Regions from separate parts of the Sus scrofa genome. Here region 2 is linked to region 1. Evidence: chromatin contacts called from public HiChIP or PLAC-seq data. All regions are on one chromosome and are shown on one strand. Each heading gives the region's core, a stretch centred on a gene start, on an enhancer-like site or on the middle of the called end of the contact. The rest is flanking DNA. Distances are from core to core; before and after follow the strand shown.

The links. HiChIP or PLAC-seq counts read pairs in DNA pulled down with a chosen protein or histone mark.
Region 2: a contact with region 1 is called in an H3K27ac HiChIP or PLAC-seq map of skeletal muscle. The contact joins two enhancer-like sites. A contact is called at or near these places in 1 of 47 Hi-C or Micro-C datasets (embryonic fibroblasts) and 1 of 2 datasets of contacts at active chromatin or transcription factors (skeletal muscle).

The regions. Positions count from the first base shown.
Region 1 is chr14:79,859,613-79,866,090 of Sscrofa11.1, forward strand. All of the region lies in intron 2 of KCNMA1 (potassium calcium-activated channel subfamily M alpha 1), which reads right to left. Among named protein-coding and RNA genes, the nearest start is that of KCNMA1, 240 kb to the right of the region's middle. Within about 2 kb of position 3,624, at least 10 of the 83 cell types and tissues checked have an H3K27ac peak or open chromatin away from gene starts, as enhancers often do. A contact at or near this core is called in skeletal muscle, where this site is marked.
Region 2 is chr14:80,033,368-80,039,845 of Sscrofa11.1, forward strand. All of the region lies in intron 1 of KCNMA1 (potassium calcium-activated channel subfamily M alpha 1), which reads right to left. Among named protein-coding and RNA genes, the nearest start is that of KCNMA1, 69 kb to the right of the region's middle. Within about 2 kb of position 3,369, at least 7 of the 83 cell types and tissues checked have an H3K27ac peak or open chromatin away from gene starts, as enhancers often do. A contact at or near this core is called in skeletal muscle, where this site is marked.

The DNA.
Region 1 (6,478 bases), core at 2,374-4,873:
TCTCTCTCCTCCTTTCCTGGACCTTATTTCCAAGCTCCAGCAGCCAAAGCAGTGAAGGAAAAAATTGGACAGAAGGCCCTTCCCTCAAATCTCTATCCGAAGCTCCAAAAGTGACCTTGGGTGTTTTTCTTGGGTCTCTTTAAGTTAGATTCCCTCATTCTGCTAAAAAGCTTCTCCTGGGGCCAATATCCCCTCTACCCTCTTAAGGATTTCATTGAGGTAGAGAGTTCTGCTCTTTTTCAAATGCTTTGAGACCATGGAAGAGAGGACAGCCTGGGGAAGTTCAAAGACATTTAATTACTGCCCTCGGTTCTTTTGAAAATTATTAAAGAGCCCAGAATTAGAAATTCAGATTTATTCCACATCCCTGGGAACAAACATCTCACTTGTAAATGGCTTAATGTGTCTGTTTAATGTACACAAAATTATCTTTCAGGAAAGCAGACTGTTTTTCATGTCATGTTGCATCTCTAAAATATACCACCTATGGCAAAAGGATTGGGATTCAAGGTCTGACAAAATCTCCAGCAGAAATAATTAGCACCAGAGGCTGTGTCTGAAAGAGAGCTAAATGCAAGAGAATCAGGTTATTTCTTTCTGTTCTATCTGGACCTCTCCATCATAATCCAGGGAAGGGAAATTGTATCTTGGGGGGCTGGAAGGGTAGTTTACTGCAATGCTTCTACAACGCTGGTTTGTTGAAGAGAACTGTAAGCCCCCAATAGAGCAACTCTCTCTGGGCCAGGGAGCCATGAAACGCTGCCTCAGTGCTGAAACTTTCTAGGAAAAAACAGAGAAAAATCCACTGGTTTGCAAAGTGGGCACAGGTCAGAAGAACAGGGATGTTTTTGTCATTTAGCATCCAAGGAAGGGCTCAGTCCTTACTCCCAAAGATATAGATGGTTTTTGCTACAATTGTGTTATTTAAATTAGAAGCACTTGAAATAATCAGTCAATGGACAGTTTGTGGTGGTGGTTTTTCAAAGTCATCTAAGAAGTTCACCTGAAATAAAGCTTCACTGGGGGAACCTCTACAATGTCAAACCCACTAGTACCCACAGCATTTGCACCCTTGCTGTACCTTTAGGGGTTAGCCTGACAGCTCCCACCAACCCCCTGGATACATTAGTTACCTTGATCCCAAAATAAAAAGCAATTTTTGTCACTCCTCAGCCCCTCCTGGGTGCCTCTGCTGGCCATTACTTCAAATAAATGTGCCTCTTTTGAAATGTTTACAGGTACAAAGAGACAGGGCTGCTTCTTGCCCAGAAGAGGAACAGACTTTCAGGAACTCGGTGACTTGCTTCAGCAGCAGTTCTGTCAAAGCAACACAAACAGCAAAGGACAGGGGCTGTATCTCACCCACTGTCTCCCGAGGCAGAGGCTGCTCAAGTGGAAAGAAAGCTCAAGTCAATTTTGGTGCCAGTGGGGTTCCCTAGTCAGAATGTGATCCCCCCCAGAGGTTTTCGAGCATTGGGCTATGGCTCAAGGAGGGGCACCCAGGACTAAAGTAGTTTCAAAGAAACCAACTTCTCCAGGGACGACCAAAGATGTGAGCTTGGGATGTGGTCCCTCCTCCTAAGGCATCCTTCCTCCTGCCCATAGGCCCTGCTCCTTCTGCCAGATGCTTCCTTTCTCTGCACCTGGAAAGGAGTCAGAAGGAAAAGACTTGTAGGAGATGAGCGAGAGGCAGAGGCCTGATGACACAGGGAGACTTTGTTTCTGTTTTAAATGAAATGCAAAGCCAGGGGATCGCCAGGCAGGCACACTCCTTGACTATTTCCTGCATCTCTCCAGTCACTCCTGCAGCTGAGAAAGGACTGCTCTGTCTCCTTCTGCAGGTCTGCTGGTGCCTAGCACATTGCCAATTGCACAACAGGTCTAAGGTAAACTCCTCCTTCCTTTGCTGACTGAAGGACAGCAAAGGGAATGAGAAAACAAAGAAACATTTGGGGCTGCAAGAGAACAAACCATTGCTACTCCCTCAATTATCCACAGAGACACCAAGACCTTGAAAGGGATTTATCGTGTCCGAGGTCACTGGAGAGGTTATGGCAGAGCCTGTATTAAGAACCCAGTTTTCCACTGATCACAGTTCCTCAGATGAGAGGACGTGATTGTTACCTCTTTTTCCGCCACAACTGTGGCACATGGAAGTCCCTGGGCCAGGGATCACATCTGAGCCGCAGCTTCAACCTACACCACAGCTGCGGCAACAGCAGACCATTAACCCACTAAGCCACAGTGGGAACTTCTGTCACCTCTATTCTTATATCCCCAAGGCCCAGATCGACACACTGCACAAGGCTAGGTGAGTAAGCTGTTTGCCTGCTCTCTGATCTAAGCTTTTTTCCTGAAGAGGTCAAAGGTGGCCAAGCAACCAAGTTGCCTACCTCCTGGCTCATAGAAGCTTCTCCAGGAGGCCACGCAGGTGCCTGGGGTGGGTAATGGGCTCCTGGACATGGCAGATCTCTTCTGCAATAAGTTATCTGTCCCCCTGGGGCATAAGCCCAGGCAGGAGGCTCTGTGAGTGCCCAGCTGACAGAGCTAACTCCAGACAGATCTAGCCTGACACAGAGGAGGAAGGTCTGGACCCCTCCCAACAGGACTCCACCCCACGCCTTCCTGTGCACATTGAGGCTCAGAGGCCAATACACCCAGCAGGCTCGTGTGGCAGCCAGAGAGCCAGCAGCCTGTGCCCTCTGAAATGCCACCGTTTTGTGATTCAGCCTGTTTCAAGCTATTTTTAGTGTAAGCGAAGCCCGGATTTGAGGGAGGGTGGTGTGGGAACAAGGCCTTGTCTTCCTCTCTCTCCTTCAACACGCTGCTCCCTGTTTCCCTCAGGACAGCTGCTCCACCAACAGCCACCAAGGAGTAAAAGAAAATAAAATGCCAAAAAGAAAAGAAAAAAAAAAAAAAAAAACTGGGGAAAGGTCAAAATTCAGCCTCTTCACTAAAGCACACTCCGAAGGTGATGGTTTCTCAACCTTTCAGACTAAGGAACTGGATCCTGGCTTCTCCACAGGTGCAAGAAACCAGTACACCCAGTCCATTTACTTTCTGGATTAACCCACCTCCAGCCAACAAGGAAGGCCCAGAGGTCTGCTTGCCCAGAGAGGAGGCACAGTACAGGTACAGCTTACGGGTCACCTGGATGTCCTCGGGAAAGGTCTGCATTTCCAGAGGCTTGTGTACCAGGAATCACACTTCCATTCCAATGGGCCCCTGGCTCCCCAGCTCCAAGCTACCTTCCGTGTCAGCACCGGGTCAATTTGATGAACCACAATTAACTAAATGAGCAAAAAGACAGCCCTGGTACTTAAGAGGCCTGGGTGCATTTAATTGAGTTTTCAAGTGCCCTAATTTCCTTCAGACTGAGGAGCACTGTCCTGCCCTAGTTCCCTCACTACTCAAACACGAGGGAATGTTTTCAGCAATAAAAAAAAAATTTTAGGGCAAATGGCAGATTTCTGTTGTTGATATTCATCTGAAGGAGTTGTTTTTCTGGAAAAAGCCTCATTCTGGACCCAGACCCTAAAAATGGGGCTCTTAATGCACCACTTTGGGAGGTGTGGGGCTTGGAGGCACGAGTCAGTCTGCCTCCTCCTAAACATAGCCAAGTACACGAAACTTGGAAGCATCAGCTCGCGTGTGGTCCCCAGGGTGCCTTTCCAGGCACGTGCTCCCTGGCACCGACCAATGGCTGGCGATTCTGTTCTCATCATCCTCTCTATTTTTGAGTCTCTCTGCTAAACAAACTTCCTCGCAGCTGAAATGGAGGCTCCAAAAAGAGTCTCAGTCCACCAGGCTATTTTTCTGGCTAATAGGGGGCTGCCAAACCATCAGCAGTCCCCAAAGGCCCTGGGGGATAAGCTAGGTGAGACCCCTGTCCCACAGCCCAGGATGATGGGCTCCAAATACAGATGTTCTGTTTCCCACAAAGCCCGGGAGTTGGGGGGGGGGCAGCTTTTATTGGCCGGGAGGAAGGGAGAAAAGGAAAGGAGAGAAGGAGGGGAGGAGGGAGGAGGAGGAGGAGAGGGGAGGGGAGGGGAAAGGAAAGGAGAGAGGTAAAGAGGAAGGAAAAACGGAGGGAGGTAGGGCAACACTGGTCATATAAATGCATTTGTTTAGGCCCCTTGCGTCCAGCAGCAGGAAGACACGGGATGTGAGATCGGGATTAGAAGAACTGGGCTCCGAGACCTGTCCAAACACTGATGGAGAAGTCACAGGCTCTGATTTACCACCAAACTGCTTCAAAAACCTTGCAACCCAAAAGGACTGTAGCAAAATGCAACCTAACACTTCACTTTCAACACTTGGGATGATTTCACTTTGCAGATTTCACTAGAAAAACCAGATGTGTCCAGTGCCTCATCTGACACCTCACAGGTACTCCCAGAATGTTTGCAGGAGTGGGTTAATGGCTCAGAGGAGAGGCCTGGCATGCACAGGAGAACCTGTGTCCTTATCTTTGGTGACTCAACACACTCTCCTGCATCCTTCTGATGGATTTGTGCTTGCTGTCCACTGAAATGGACAGTAAAGACACTGCCCTATGTCAGAGGGCGCTGACATGCCCTCTGAAACCAGCCTTGTGCTGGCCTCACCCCACATCCAAGGAGGACTGGATACGGGGACCACAGTGAGTACACTTGACCCTCCTTCCACCAGACTCATCTGTCATCCTGCCAGGCTGTTTCCTGTGACACATACACCGACAATGCACAGCTCCCAGGGAGCACCCAGCCAGCCCACTGGCCCTCTGGTCCCCAGCCAGCTCAGGACAGCTTTATGGAGTGAGAATTTCCTGGCCAACTTGACAAGGATGAGTCAGGCTAGCCTGGGCTAGCTTCAGAAATGCCAGGGCCAGAATTGTGTGCATGGACCGAACCTGCAGCAGGCTGCACCCTGACCTGGTTCCTGGGGTGCTTTCAGGCCCCTTTCAGACGGCCATGCCCAGAGCTGGCTCAGCCCTCTGAAACCACATCTGAGTTTGGTGGGTCTGAGACTGTTCCCCTCCCCGTCACAGGAGAGGATTAATCCTCCACTCCCTACCCTCTCTGTTTCATCATCCCAGCACATTTCCTCCATGACTTGTCAAATAGACTCATATGACAATAATAAAAGTAATAAAAGCTAATGCCTATTAAGCACCAATCACATAACGGGCACTATTCTAAACATTTTACATAGATTGGTGCATCAAGTCCTCCAGACAGCATGAAGAAGCAGAGACTGCTATTAATTATGCTTATTGAACAGATGAGAAAACAGGCACCAAAAGGTGAAGCAACTAGCCCAGGGTAAGAGGCCTAGAGAGGGGTGGGCTGAGACTCAGCAGAATGACCGCAGAGGTGGGGTTCTTAACCACGCTGTCGAACCACCGTGCCCCCCCTCCCCACACGCCAAGGGGCTCAGCCTCCCTTCCCAAGGATACACGACCCACAGAGAGAGGAAGGGCAGGAGCTGGTGATGCTCATGCTCCGCCTCCTCTCCTTGTCAGCTCCAATCCAATAAGAGACACTAGGAGCCAGATGGAGAGCAAAAGAAAATAGGAGCCCGGTTCAGACAATGCTGGGTCAGCCAAGGGGCTGGGCTCCCATCTCCCAGCCCAGACACAGAAGCCAAAACAGAGCAAACTGAGGCCACGGAAGGCCCTGTGCGTCCTGCCTTATTTATTGGATATCCTCTGAGTGGGTGCTGCCTTCAATTCTGTGTGCCCGGAAACGCCAACCGAGGGATGTGGGTTGAACGCACGGATGAGTGGGTGTAGATGAGTATACAGATGGACGGATGAGGCAGAAGAACAAACAGGCACCCACTCCCCCAGAATCCCCAGAGGAGAGAGGCAGCAGCTGCAGAAGTACTGCCACTGGAGCCCAGAGGCCAGGGGACCAAGGATGAAGTGCACTGCTCCCGGGCCAGGAGGCACTTCTCTCCAGAGCTGTCTGAGGATTGATTTCTGAAACTTTCCTTCATTTTCACCAGGAGGTCAGAGGCGCCAACACACCAGACAGCTGCTCTTTACAGAACGTGGTGGAGATGCTGGCACACAGATCGCAGGGCCGGTGGACCGGCAGCCAGCACGGCTGAGACTCTGGCCTGCACGTCTGGACTAGGGGTTTCCTCCATGGAAGGGACTAGACACTGGGCTGCTGGGCGGGGCCTGAGGTACACTGACTGTGGGGGATGCAGGCAGTGGAGGGTGAGACAGAAAGAAACCCTGCCACAGAATTCCCAGACACAGTTCACTGACCTGGGGAAGGGGACATTCCCATGCAGAGCCAGCTGTGGAAACTGGGGACTCACCTTGCTCTCGTCTTTGTATCCCCATCTCTCCCGAATCACTTATTTGAGTTTGTGGAAATAATGCAGAAGGTCTCTACAAGAACGGGCTGGATGGTACATCTTATCTATTACCTTGTGCCGTGGAAACAAGTCCTGTTGGCCACTTAAGAGTGGCCAGTCACAGAGCAGA
Region 2 (6,478 bases), core at 2,119-4,618, 170 kb after region 1:
TTTTAACCCAAAGGAGAGTTTTTGTTTTGGGGTTTTTTGGGGGGGCGGCAGATGTTGGCTGAGCTTGTGGAAGTTCCCAGGCCAGGGATCAAACCAAAGCCACATCAGTAACCCAAGCCACAGCAGTGACAATGCTGAGTCCTAGGCCACCAGGGAACTCCAGGAATTCTTAATGGGTTATCCATTTTTACCACTACAAACAGCCCAGAAAAGAACAAACTAAAGCTCTGACTTGAATCTTTTGAGTTTGGGCTTAATTACAGAGTTGGGGATCTAGAAAGGACACCAAAGCCAATGCCCTCATTGTACGGATGAGGAAACCAAGGCTGCTGTGTGAATCATCACGCCCCAGGTCCCACACCAGTTGAGTGACAGTTTAGATGAAAACCCAGAAGGTCTGCAGTGGTGCTTTCACGGTCTGCCCATCTTGATCTGTCTTTTCTCCATCTGTGCCGATTCTGCAAAGTTAGTATGTGTTGATGTGTATGTCTAGAGTCTGGTCCACAGCTGATATGCCACACCCTCACAATCCTGAGATCCTAAGAGGCTCAGCTGCCCAAGTTTCCACCGGAGACTGTGCCAGCCTCCTGGGTATTCAGATTTTTTAAATAAGCACCTGAATTTTGTGTGACTGATTTCAGCATCCATTGGAGGAGGCTTCTAAATTTAGAATTAACATCCAAGGCAGTCTGTTGCACAAAAGTCTACTTCCTCAGGAGATGTCACGAACGGTAAAGTTGACATACATAAAAGAGTTTCTTCATACCTTATTAATATGAACTGTAGAAACAGCCTTTCAAGCAAACAAAGCTTTAAGTGTAATACGCTACAAAATTAATCACAGTAGGCATGGACTATCCAGGTTTTGGTTTTTTTTTTTTATAATGAAAACTCAGAAATGTCCCCATCCTTATTCTCACTTGCCAGTGCCAACTCCCTGGACCTAGCAGTTAACATGAGACACTTGTCACTACCCAATCTAAAGCTTTTAGTCACACATCTTTTAGGGTACCAACCTCCACTTGATGGGGTAAAACCACCTTTGTAGAAGCTGAAGTTTCTATTAATTTTAATCACCACCTCCTTTACCTGTTCCAATTAGTTGCTTATATATTCAATTACGCATGTCTCCGCTACACTCTGAAAGTCAGTTGTAGCGGGAGGAAGGGAGGGGGCTTTCGTTGAAGACAGCTTAACCAAGCAGACACTGCAAAACAGTAACAGAGCAGGACTCACAATTGACGTTTACACATAGCCTTCCATTAAAATGCCTTATCATCCCTTGCCAGAACAGATGGAAAAAAAATTACTCCTATGCACTGAAAATTTCCATTCTTGATCTCAGCCCAGAGGTGACTTTTTTATTTTTAAACTTGAGCAAAAAAAGAAAAAAAAAATTCAACTATTTTTGATTCAAGCCTAGGCTAAAGAAACACACTTTGTTCTTGTTAAAGCGAGGTAAGAATTTTTTTTTTAACACGTAGGTAGCTCAAACAGCTGAGCTTCAAAAGCCCAAGCATCCCAACTAGCTAGTGTTCACAGCCGCAGCACCTCTGATCTAACTGCAAAATCAAAAGTCAATAGCCAAGGTGAGAAGGAGCTGGGATTCCATTTTCTATACACCTATCTCCAGTTCCACAAAGAACAGCATGGAATTCTGAATTTTTTGTTTGTCTGCTTTGTTTTTTAGGGCCACACCCACAGCATATGCAAGTTCCCAGGTTAGGGGTCACAACGGAGCTGCAGATGCCGGCCTACACCACATGGATTCTGAGCTGTGTCTGCAACCTACACCACAGCTCATCCAACACTGGATCCTTAACCCACTGAGCAAGGCCAAGGATTGAATTCGCATCCTCATGGATACTAGTTGAGTTAATCACTGAGCCCCAATGGGAAGTCTCAGAATTCTGAAAATTTTAAGCTGGGTGGTTGGGCCTGAAGCTTTTCCTCCTCCTTGGGTGCTAAGGAAACCCAAGGACTCATCCAACTCCAGGGAAAGGCAACAGGTCCCCTGACTGCCTCTGTCCCCAGGCCTTGCTCACCGGCTCTTTGCTCACCCATCCAATCCAAACTTAGTCCCACCCCCTAGCCTTCTAATCCTTCTACTCCAGCTCTATCAGCTATTCTCAGTCTCCATGGTGAAAGAGAAAAAGTGGAGTGCCTGGTTAAGAATTAGGAGAACACCCTTTCTCTGACCAGCCCCACTCACCCCACATACCTCCCTACTCCTTAATGGATGCCGTGGATTTCAGCTGCAAAACTCTCCTTTCCCCTCTCTCATCCTACCCTAACCACACCCCACTGCAGGCCCAGGGGAGAGTCCACTCCCTCCCTCCCTCCCTCCCTCCATCCATCCATCCTTTGTGGGGCTGTGTGGCACATATCTGCTAAGACCCCAGGCCTTTGTCCTGGCTCTGCCACTTATGAGCTGTGTGCCTGTGAGCAAGTAGCTTACCATGCTGCACACCCAGGCTGATCACATCCGTCCTGCCTTCCACATACAGTTATTATGAGAATCAGGAGGTATCACAAATTTGAAAGTGCTTCGTAATTGAATCCCAGTATAAACACACACACACTCCTCTTAATAGGCACATGGTGCGCAGCACAATGTGGTCTCTTCCTTTAAGATCAAGTCCAAGACGTACTGGCAATAAGAGAAAGTGAATTCTTCAGGGCACAAAACAAGGCACTGACAAACAACAGAGACTAGGATCCCTAGTGCTCCAATAAGGACAAGCTCACTGTGCCAGACCAATCAGTGAAGGCTTCCTGGAAGAGAAGGCTTTGTGTACAGCCTGGAATAGCTCTTACCACAGTGATCAAAGGCGCCTTCATACATGCCCCGACCCTAGACCAAGAGCTCTTCAAGGGCAGGAGAGCAGTCTTGTATGTCTCTCTTTTCCCAGCCTCTTCCTGGCACCACGCCACCTCATACCACAGGAGAGTTGAGTGAGTGAAAGAACAAATGAACAGGAACTTGGATGCCTGGGGAAGGAGGAGGGAACCCCAGAGAAGAGCAAGGATGCTGTGAGGGCTTGCTCAGGGCATGCTGTAGACGAGGCCGGAGTGGGGTTTGCGGGGGACAGAGGAGGAAGGGGAGGTTGAAAAGGCAAGGCCTTGATTTTTGGATCAGGGGAGTTGTGGCTTCTGAGCACAGAGGGGAGGGGAGGGAGTTCAGAGTGACATCATGAAATCAGCATTCGGAGACTAATTTGGCAGCTGTGCACAGGGCGGCCCAGGGAAGGGGGTGAAGCAAACCCGGCAGAGCAGCCAGGAGGCAACGGCAGTAACTCAGGCAGGTGGCGAGAGGGGCCAGGATGCCACCACCTCCCCAGACGAGTCACGCTTCTGGCAGCTCTGTCGCTACAACAGTGGGACTCCATCGAGGGCCACACTCAGTGACTATCCTCACTGGACAGGACCTCAGATGTCCTCTAGTTCTCCTGCCCTACCCGCGGCACCAGCTTCCTGCACGTGGTCTCCTCCCCCCTGAATCCCTGCAGTGCTGAGCCAGTCCATTTTTAGATGACAAGTCCCACAGTGGGCTCTCCCTTAAAGGACATCAACACTGAGGAGGCAGGGACAGATCTCCCTGCTGAGCACGTTTTCCCAAAGTGTTATCTTCCCAACAATTAAATAAGCTAATAGGTTAATGTGACAGTGAAGACTACAATAAAAAGAAGGTAAAAAAAAAAGTGTGGAAGAGGGGCCAGTGGGTTCAAGAAACACTAAAACCATGCAGGTAAGTAAATCCTGGTGGCTAAGGGCTGGGGGTGGGGGCTCAGATGTCACAAAACCTTGGTGCCATTCAGCACCCCCCTTACCAATCTGTACACTTGGGTCACTGGACACTTTGTGAGTCAATCTCCCCCCACCTATAAAGTGATGTTAAACCATCAGCATTCCCACCCAGCGGAACAGTGGTGAGAATGACATGAGCTGACTGGTTGAGCATTTAGCAATGGGCTTGACTGACACGGGGCCAGTAACAGGTGACTCTCGGGGTACCGTGCTAACAGTCATCTGCTGGAACCTAAACTCTAACACCTGAGGGCTATGAGCAAGTCCCCTGCACCACAGCTATGCCACAGCAACTGCGAAGATGTGAGCCCCCAACCCCACTGGAATCTCAAGATGACATGGTCTCCTCCCAGCCCTCATTCTCTTCTCAGGGGACACACAGAACTAGCTGATGCCTCATCCCCACTTCGGACCTTCTCATATAGAGCAAGGCTGCTGCTGTGTCTCCACAAAATAGTCTCTTCTCTAAAGTCTGTTTCCTCTCTTGTGTTGTTTCTCTTATGTTCACCTGCTGCCCAGAGAAGATTAGGCAGCAGAGGCAGATAAGTAAGGAAATATTTTTTTTTATGGAATAGCAAAAAAAAAAAAAAAAAAAAAAAAAAAAGCCTTGAAAAGTATTACCTACGAATGGTCCCATGGGTTCTGAAGGCTTGTTGAAGTGGAATCCCACAGACACAAAGCTGAAGCCCCCTGGGTAATGTTCGTGCATCCCACCCCCAGAAGCCCTGTCCCAGGGAAGATGGGGGCTTCACGTCCTCCAGTATTCAGGGCAGCCCCTGAAAAGCCCCACAGCAGAAGCATTTTTCGCCACGCATGAATGCTATAGGAAGCATTTGAGAATTAAGTTTCCAGTTACAGCTGGCATTTCTGGAGTGTCCTGCTGCTGGCTGCAGCTGTCCCACAGAAGGCAGGTGACATCATCCACAGGCCTGACCATGCCGAGTTCCAAGGTTGGGCTGGGCCCATGTCACTGGGGAGGGGGGACCTGCCATTTCCTCCCAGAACCAGTGCTGCTCAGGTTCACTGTTGCTGCCTTTCCTGGGTAGAATTCCTTTGTCATGACTTGGACTCCTACCAGGGAAGATCCAGCAGCTTTTCCAAGGCCCAGGACAACCCCATTTGACAGCTTTGAAAATCTTACTGTGTGCCAAGCATTGTCCTGGGTCCAAGCAAGCCCAGATGAGACCTAACCCCAAATTCTCCCTATACTCATTTCCCAGAAAAAAAAAATTATATAAATATTCCTGTATTCCTCTGCCAATCAGAAAGAGAAGAAAAAGGAGATAAGGGGGAAAGAGGAGTTCCCGTTGCGGTTCAGTGGTTAACAAATCCAACTAGGAACCATAAGGTTGCGGGTTCGATCCCTGGCCTCCCTCAGTGGGTTAAGGATCTGGCATTGCCATGAGCTGTGGTGTAGGTCACAGACGTGGCTTGGATCCAGTATTGCTGTGGTGTAGGACAGAGGCTACAGGTCTGATTCAACCCCTAGCCTGGGAACCTCTATACGCCGCGAGTACAGCCCTAGAAAAAGACCAAAAAAAAGCAGCGGGGGGCGGGGGAGGGGATAAAGAAAGTAGAAGAAGAATGGAGGAGAACAAAGTGAAAGAGGAGACAGCAGGGAAAGGGCAAGAAAGAAAAGGAAGGAAGAAGAGCTGGACCCCGCCACCCAGGTGCCTCCCATCCTCCTTCCCCACAGTTTGAGGCCCGCAGGCCCTGGGACAGTCCTGGCAGGTCCTGTCCTCTGGGAGAGCTGACCAAGAGGACAGGACACAGGATGCCTGCAGGCCACTGTAACAGATTGGGCCTGAGCCCTGAAGTAGAGTTCAAGTTCAAGGCAAAATTCAGATTTCCCAAGGGCTGGGATTAGGTTAATTGGGGATAGGATTTGCAGGCTGTATCTGACCAAAATCCATATCTGTCACCATATTAACCACACTCAGGCTTCACAAAGTCACCCTGCCATCCATCACCATCCGTGGATGGGAGGCCCGGCCCGAGCCTCACTACCTGAAACTGACCCCTCTGGCTGGCGCCCTGCCTTTCAGCCACCCCAGCCCCCTCCTCCCAGAGGCTCCAGGCTCCACCACTGGATTCCAGATGAATGTATTTGGCTCAACACATTCAAGTCCCAGGAGAAACTCTTAGCAATTATGAACACAGCGCCCTCAGTCAGCTGAGGAGCTAATGTAATTAAACAGGAAACTGCAGGACCCTTCCCCAGGGAGAAGGAGGTGGGGGAGATGAGGTAGTCTCCAGAATCAAGGGAGGCCTAAGGAAAAGGGCAATCAAGACCCTTACAAAAACTAACTGAACCCTCAGTACAAACCTGTGGGGTCAGAGTACACAAGAGGAAACCAAGAATCCGAGAGGTTGAAAAGTAACCCAAGGTCACATAGCCAGGAAATGAAAGCCTGCCTGGGTCCCACATCTGTTTTCTAATACATTATAGTGCATTCAATCCTCTTTTATAATGTTGTCTTTGATGTATCCTTACTCAGAACGGCTACCTTGAGATTTTTGATAAAAAGAAGCTGTGAAAGCACATGCCCAATGCTAAATACGGTCTGTTCACTTTCAATTATTATACATGTCTGGACATTTTTTTTGTTTTTGTTTTTGTTTTTTATTTTTGTTTTGCACGCTGCTTTTCAGGGCCACAGCTATGGCACAT